Linked DNA regions of Mus musculus: region 1 is linked to region 2. A link is a contact called in public HiChIP or PLAC-seq data. All regions are on one chromosome and are shown on one strand. The core of a region is the stretch at or near the end of the contact, and the rest is flanking DNA. Distances in the headings are between cores, read along the strand shown.

What was found. HiChIP or PLAC-seq counts read pairs in DNA pulled down with a chosen protein or histone mark.
Region 1: a BATF HiChIP or PLAC-seq map of CD8 T cells shows a contact between it and region 2, with 49 read pairs. The contact joins the enhancer-like site here to the promoter of Gpr55 in region 2. A contact is called at or near these places in 7 of 39 promoter capture datasets (the C10 cell line, the HPC-7 cell line, cranial neural crest and 4 more), 1 of 15 datasets of contacts at CTCF or cohesin (CD8 T cells), 19 of 484 Hi-C or Micro-C datasets (B cells, CD4 T cells, CD8 T cells and 10 more), 11 of 115 datasets of contacts at active chromatin or transcription factors (CD8 T cells, the HPC-7 cell line, Th17 cells and 7 more) and 3 of 9 other capture datasets (adipose tissue, liver and pancreatic islet).

What each region holds. Positions count from the first base shown.
Region 1 is chr1:86,003,757-86,007,516 of GRCm38.p6, reverse strand. No RefSeq gene overlaps it. Among named protein-coding and RNA genes, the nearest start is that of Spata3, 16 kb to the left of the region's middle. Within about 2 kb of position 2,101, at least 19 of the 459 cell types and tissues checked have an H3K27ac peak or open chromatin away from gene starts, as enhancers often do. A contact at or near this core is called in CD8 T cells, CD8 central memory T cells, Th1 cells and 3 more, where this site is marked.
Region 2 is chr1:85,958,795-85,962,700 of GRCm38.p6, reverse strand. Gpr55 (G protein-coupled receptor 55) reads left to right here and starts at 1,646. Exons shown (of 2, transcript NM_001033290.2): 1 at 1,646-1,866. The region is part of intron 1 of Gm41905 (a long non-coding RNA gene); the gene reads right to left.

The sequences.
Region 1 (3,760 bases), core at 852-3,351, 44 kb before region 2:
ACACTAGGAGGCCCCTAGTGAGTTGTGGCCTCACCTGGGGCTTAGCAGGGGGTGCAGTTTAAAAAGCTCCGAATGATGTCCAAAGCTTCCGAATTCTAGAAGAAAGGAAGGCAAGTTACCCAGTTCACAGCTATTATCCATCTTTCTTGGGGCAGTGATGCCTGCCAAAGGGAGAGGCCAGGTGCTGGCACAGAGATCCATTCCTACTCCCAGGCACACACTACAACCCTGGACTGCTTTGGGGAGGGGTTGTGAGGGTTTTGGGAGATGCAGTTGGAGGTGCCTGAGGAGCTGGGAGGATGGGGGGTGGTGGTGGAGGAATTATGATATAGATCCAGGAATCCACAGAATGAAAGAATCTATGGATGAGAGAACAATTGCCCAGGAAGGAAGAGCTGTGTTTGGGGGACATTTTAATCAGTCAGGGAAGAGTCTCAGCCTGGAAGACCAGAAAACAGAGAGGACAAAGAGGTGATTTAGCTCGGTGTTAATTTTTCACCATAATTCCTTTTGTGCAAAGGGATCGAGTGGTCTCTGAATGAATCCCTTGGAGTAGTAAGACTACAGGTGTGGACTTCATCTCCTGTCCCTTTTCTTCACCTGGTGACTTGAACCCAGCACCTGCTCTGCTCTGTGGCCCAAAGAGTTGTAAAGGGCTCATCCACAAACATGGCATGCTGTGAATTCCTCCCCACAGTGTAGGGAAGCTACAAAATCTTGGCGTGGAGGAGAAAGAGAGAAAGATCTCTTTAGCATGTTTTTTCCTCGCTATTTCCCATCCATACCACAAACTAGACCCGCCCAAGGTGCAGGAGCCCCGCTTGCAGTGTGCGATGGTTAGTTGGTTTTTCTCTGAACCATGGAGGTGCCAGCTCCCTTGCTTTATGCTTTAAACCTTACAGGATGACGTTGACCACAGGCATTTTAGCTTCTGGTATTGATTTTTGTGGCTTTCATTCCCTAGGCATCATGGACAGAACAGGCCCAAATCTGGCATACAAAAGTCATCATGTGGCCCGCTCAGGAATCATTGTGAAAGGATCATTTGCATAAGACTCAAGCAGGTTGGACAAGCAAAACCAATGCCCGAAGCTGTAAGTTCCACGAAAAGCGGGCCATTTGAGTTCTGGGTTAATGAACAAAGTACTTTAGTGCAGGAGATGTGGGAACAGCCATCGAAGAGAGGACCATTTGCATAGATGGAGTCCACCAGCATTTCCCAGAATGCTTTGTGTTTTCTTCAGTGGTGAGAACCTGTGGCAGGGCTGGGTTTCTCAGTGTAGTCCCAGAATGAATGGTCCTTGCCACAAGACGCCATCACCAAGTCAGAAAGCCAGCAAGCTTAACCACTGCCTCCCATGCTAGGTGGTTTGATAACACAGTCTCATGTCCACATTATAATTCTTGGGAAGGTGACCTTATTTGGAAACAGGGTCTGTGCAAATATCAAAAAAAGCCTCGAGAGGAAATGATTGGTAGGACCATCATCTGGATGAACCCCCAATCCAAAGAGATGTGTCTTTCTCAAAGAGGTTCGGAGGAGGGAGGGACACAAAGGAAGAGATGTAGGCAAAGGCAGAGATTGGAACGTTACAGTTACAAGCCAAGGTCACTGGAAGCCCTCGGCTGGAAGAGACAAGACCTGGCTGTTGAGGGAATGTGGCCTTGCCGACACCTTCCTTCAGTTTGAGGTTCTATTCTACAGAGATGAAAGTTTTTGTTTTAAGTTACCGAGTTTGTGGTCTTGTGTTGCAGAAGCCCCAAGCGGTGAGCACACCACCCACGCACGTTGTCTGATTCCTGAGGTGTTCGCTGTATCCTTCCCCCTCCTTTCTTCCATATATGGCCTGTTTTGCCCCTCCTTTGTGGTATCAGCCTGGAAGGGAAATTTCATCCCATTGCTACATTTCCCACACAACACATTTCTTGCATCGAGAATTTCTTAGTGTTGGAGATTGGCGTTTGGAGAGAAGGTTCCATTCTCCAGCATGATCCCTGAGATATCTTTTCCTTGATCAAATATGAATGGCATGAACCACTTTGAACCTTTGCAGGGCTGATCAGATACCTGGGCACTAGCAAACCCCCAAAGACTTGTGCTTGGGTGAGTCTGCGCACACACAGGCTTCTCGTTCACGTCCCCTCCACACACACCATGCTGTCAGCAGAGAGACTGCAGAGCCTGGTCAACAACAGCCTCCTGCCAGAATTGCCCTTCAACAAGGAAGAACGGGGACTTGAGATGAATCTGAGCATAACTTCCTGAGAAGAGTAGTCATTTCTAGAAGAAGAATAAGACAGGTTCCTCAGTGGTTAAGAGCACTGGCTGTTCTTCGGGAGGTCCTGAGTTCAATTCCCAGCATGCAACTCTCGGCTGTCTATAATTGCAGACTTATGAATTCTGTTGCCTTTTCCTAATGTACAGGTATACATGCAGATAAAATACCCATATACATACATAAATAAATGTAAAAAAAAAGACAAGATCCTGCCATACATAGCTTTTATGGTCACTAGTTCATGAACAGTTCACATACCCATAGCAATAGTGTGAGCTACTCCAGTATGTGTTCATTGGCCTGCATAGACATCCTTCTGCCTGCTCTCCTGTGTGTCTCCTCTAGAACTTCCTAAAGAAAGTTATCATTATTTGGTCAGTTTTATAAGCTAGGTCCCTGAAATTATTCATCAGTACTTTATCATTCCCAAATCTACCCCATTTACACACACACACACACACACACACACACACACACACACACACGAACAAAAACAACCTTTGGAGATTACTTTCCTGTTTGTTTTTGTTCGGTTTTCCCTTGTATCTTAGTTAGGGTTTTACTGCTGTGAACAGACACCATGACCAAGGCAACTCTTTAATAAGACAACATTTAACTGGGGCTGGCTTACAGGTTCAGAGGTTCAGTCCATTATTGTCAAGGCAAGAGCATAGCAGCATCCAGGCAGGCATGGTGCAGGCTGAGCTGAGAGTTCTTTTTTTTTTTTTTTTTTTTTTTTTTTTTTTTTTTTTTTTTTTTTCTTTTTTTTTTTTTTTTTTTTTTTTTTTTTTTTTTTTTTTTTTTATTAGGTATTTCGCTCATTTACATTTGCAATGCTATACCAAAAGTCCCCCATAGCCACCCACCCCTTCTCCCCTACCCACCCACTCCCCTTTTATGGCCCTGGCGTTCCCCTGTACTGGGGCATATAAAGTTTGCGTGTCCAATGGGCCTCTCTTTCCAGTGATGGCCGACTAGGCCATCTTTTGATGCATATGCAGCTAGAGTCAAGAGCTCCGGGGTACTGGTTAGTTCATAATGTTGTTCCACCTATAGGGTTGCAGATCCCTTTAGCTTCTTTGGTACTTTCTCTAGCTCCTTCATTGGGGGCCATGTGATCCATCCAATAGCCGACTGTGAGCATCCACTTCTATGTTTGCTAGGCCCAGGCATACTCTGACAAGAGACATGAGCTGAGAGTTCTACATCTTCATCTGAAGGCTGCTAGCAGGATACTGGCTCCCAGGCAGCTGGGATGAGGGTCTTAAAGCCCACACTCACAGTGACACACCTACCACAACAGGACCACACCTTCTATTAGTGCCACTAATAGAAGCATATATTAAACCATCACACTTTGCTATTACAAAAACATCTGTAAGTTTTATTTATTTCATATTTCTGTAGATTCAAGAGTGCGGCACCAGCATGTACTCGGTTCTGGTGAAGACCCTCTGGCTATATCACAGTATGGCTGACAG
Region 2 (3,906 bases), core at 397-2,896:
GTGGGGGAAATGTCACCCTCAATGACATCTCCTTAAGCAGTCAAGGTAACTTAGTAATGCTAAGATTAAAGATGAAGATTAAATAATTAGAGTAGTGTGTGATTGGGAAGATACTTGATGACATCAGAGAGAGCAGAAGTGGGCACATCTGGGATGGGAAGCAAGTACTAGCATACTGAACCCACATTAGAGGCAGAGAACCTTCCCCATAACCCTGGCCGTCCAGTTCTTGGTATTGGAGAAGAATTTCTACTCTCCACCTCAAGATTTAAAAAAGCCAAGATTGTGTTAAAGATAGCCAAGAAGGAAGTGAATAATTGAGTTCCTATATCCTTGGAGGGTTTGCTAGCATTGTGTGGGGGGACACTTGGTCCCCAGATGGTGGCACTATTTTTGGATGTGGAGCTTAGGTAGAGGAAGTGGCGTCCTGTGATGACGTGCCTTTGAAGGTTGTATGGCAGCCTGGGTCACTTCCTCTCTCTGCCTTCTGTCCACGGTGAGGTGAAAAGCTTATGCCAGGCAGTCCCACTGTCATGATATTTATTCTGTCTCATGGTCCAGAAACATAGAGACAAGTGCTTTTGGACTGGGCCATCTGAGGGTGAGCCCAAGTCAATCTTCTTTTCACCAAAGATGCTTCTTGGTATTTGCTTACAGTAAAGCTAACTAAGACTGAAGATATTCTCATTGTTAAAAAGCCCAGGAAATAAAACCTTTGTGAGAGCAAAAATATAAGATATTGTAGCAGAATCAGTGATTACCATGCAACAGAGCCAAGGGAAAAATGTCCATGCATAGAGGAGGGGTAGGAAGGGATGGAGGGAGAAGGCTCACAGTGACCAAAGATAGAAACTTAGCACTGAAGCATGGAGGAGCATGGCTCTGAAGAGCGTGTGGAAAGAGGACAAGGTCTGCTCTAGGCACCAGAAACATAAAGAGAAATCTATCTTTTGAAGGGGCTCACTAGCCTCCCCATCCTCCATGTCCATAAGAAATAAACAAGAATGACTAGGCTAGCTGGGCATGGTGACACATGCCCTTAATCCCAGCCCTTGGGAAGCTGAGACAGATAGATCTCTGTGAGTTCAATGTCAGGCTGGTCTAAAGAGCCAGTTCCAGGTCAGCCAGGGCTATACAGAGACTCTGTATTAAAAATAGATAGATAGATAGATAGATAGATAGATAGATAGATAGATAGATAGATGATAGATAGATAGATAGATAGATAGATAGATAGATAGATAGATAGATGAAAGAAAAACTACAATTAAATTTCCTTTAAAAATGAGTTGGTGGCTGTGTCTTTGGGCAATGTTAAGGGGATCAGGGATGGCATCAGAGATGAGAAAATGTGCTGGATTTAGACAGAGGCGGAGTCACTGGTTCAGTCCAGGATTCTTCTCTTCCACTTCAAGTCAGACCTCCCTCAGCTCCAGTAGAAACCGAAGAAGATGAAGCCAGTGGTGTTAATGCAGGAGCCTGAATGCAGGAGGCCACCACAGTGACACAAGAGCAGGCAGGTCTCACACAGATGTCTAGAACTTCCTCCTTCTTTGAGCTCTCAGTCAACTTTCCAGGAAGGGAGAGGAGAGGCGGGGCATTCTAAGCGGCTGCTGTCCCTGCCTTGACATGAACTATCCAACACTTTGCTCTCTGTAAGCCGCTCATGTGACTGCTCTCAAGGTGGCCAGGCATCTTCAGTCTCCGTTGGTGGAGAATGTGGTCCACCTAGAGGGCAGGAAAGGGGACTTCTCTTGGAGACTTCAAGGCTGGGACTCATTGGTACTCCTAAGCTGTCTGACCACTCATGGGAACCATCTGGGCTTGGGGACAGAAGTGTGACCAAATCTGGGATTTGGAGCAGAGGTGAGACGTGTAGCTACTGTGTGGATGTAAAGGGTCCTTCCCCCACCTTCTCCCCTTGCTTCTCCTTCCCTAGTTTATCCTGCCTTCCCTTTGCTGCTGAGCTCCCTCCTAGGGCAGGTACCCTGCTACTCAGGATGATGCTGTTATCAATCCCAGCCTTTTCCCTCCCTCAGACACAAGCTCTAAAGGAGACAATGGCAGACTGACATATATCCATGGGGAGGAAGAGTCTGAATCTTTAGCTGAGTTGCTGGGTGTTGTTTATCTGTCCTCTCACTCCATCTGGTTTTGAGAAAGTTTCTACTGTCCGTCTTGGACAGACAGTAGACAAGCTGCAGAACAGGGAACCAGCAAGCACTTATTGATCAAATGAACTTCTGACCCCAGGTTATCGATGAGGAAGTTGACTAGGAGGAATTACAGAGACTTGTCAAAGGGGTGGGGCCACTCTCTCTGTTTGCTGGGCTTTCTTAGGAATCAGGGTGCCACTGGTGACCCTATGACTTTCTCTCAGTCACCCCATTCCCACTTCCTGTCCCAATTCCTTCTCAGCATGGCTGTTTCTCTTTCTCCGACCTTCCTTCTGCCCCTGTATCCAGCCCCCACGCTGCCCCATCCACTGAGTTGATCTGGGTTTAGAGATGAGGTAAAGGAACATCCAAGGTTTCCTTTTTATTGGTCAGCTTCCAATATGATGTTCCTGTTCAGTGTGTTTGTTCAAGGTGACCTTTGAGCAGCTCCTACTCCTGGCTGACTGGCTTTGAGCCTCTGCTCTTGTTGCTTGCAATCCTTAGACTTCAGCTACACAGAGGCAACCCACCCCTGTCTTCAGAGACAGTCCCCACTCCTGTCCCCAGAGACACCTCTATGTTTGGTCTTTCTGAATGTCAAGCAACCCTTGTGTGTGAGAAGACCTCTTAAGCTATTCTTTGTACCTCTGGCCTCTCTCTGCTCCCTGCCTCCCTGCCTGGCCCCGCTTAGGGTTAGCCTCTAAGCCTACACCCCTTAGGTTAATCCTTACCCCTTAGGTGAAACCCCTGCTGGGGCAAGTCTATCCCTCTGAATAGGTGCTGGGCCTTGATGGCTGAAGGGGTGAATGGAGTAGTGTCAGGAGAGGATGTGGTAGTGGAGAAACTCTTAGGTAAGCAGTCAGAAGAGCTTGCTTTGCGCCCGAGAAGGAACTGCTTCCTGGAGCTCTCTTGATGCCTGGTGCACTTGATGAAGTTGGAGGTATGTGCTCCAGTATCATCTCTTTAGAACCCCTTTGAAAGGAGGCAGGGAGCCAGCCCAGCTGTCAAAGCTTCTAGCTTGCTCTTAAGGAAGAGAGGGTAGGACGGATCAAGGCAGTGATCCCAGGCTTAGGAAACTCCCAAGAAACTTTTTTATTTATGCTTTTTCTGGTTTCAAAGGGAGCTAGAGAGAGAGGGCTCTGAACCATGGGCAGGTCTTTGCCTGCCTGCTACAGAGATAGATATTCTATCTTTCCAGGTTTTAGAGAGCACTTGGGGGAGGTGGGACAGTGATTGTTTACATAGCTTTACGAAATGTCTTCCTGTGTGTTTTTGACTCATGACCAAGCATTTTAAGCATTTAAAGAGCAAGCAACAGCAAGGCATATTCTTGAGAAACAATATATGAAGGAGGACGGTACACACCCATAATCCCATCTGTATGGTGAACCTGAGAGCAGCCTGGGGTACCTGAGAGCTTGCTCCCCAACCTGTCCCCCGTGCACAAAGAAAAAGAAAGTAGCAAAGACCAAAGGTGTGTGAGCCCCCTTTGAGTAGCAGCAGGACGGTGTAGACCCTTTGCTGGGTTTCCAGCCCCATGCTCTGGGTAACATGGCGGGTATGGGACACCTGTGTGTCTCTTGCCTGTCAAGCTTCCAGCTGCCCTGATCTTATGCCCTGGTCTAGACACTGCTTTGCTGTGTACAGCCAGGCTCTGGCTAGGGTGTGGCTAGGAACATGAAGGTATCTCACTTAAGGAAGTTCTGCTCCAGGACTCGTCTTGGCTCCTAGGACAGCTTAGTCTCTCTGT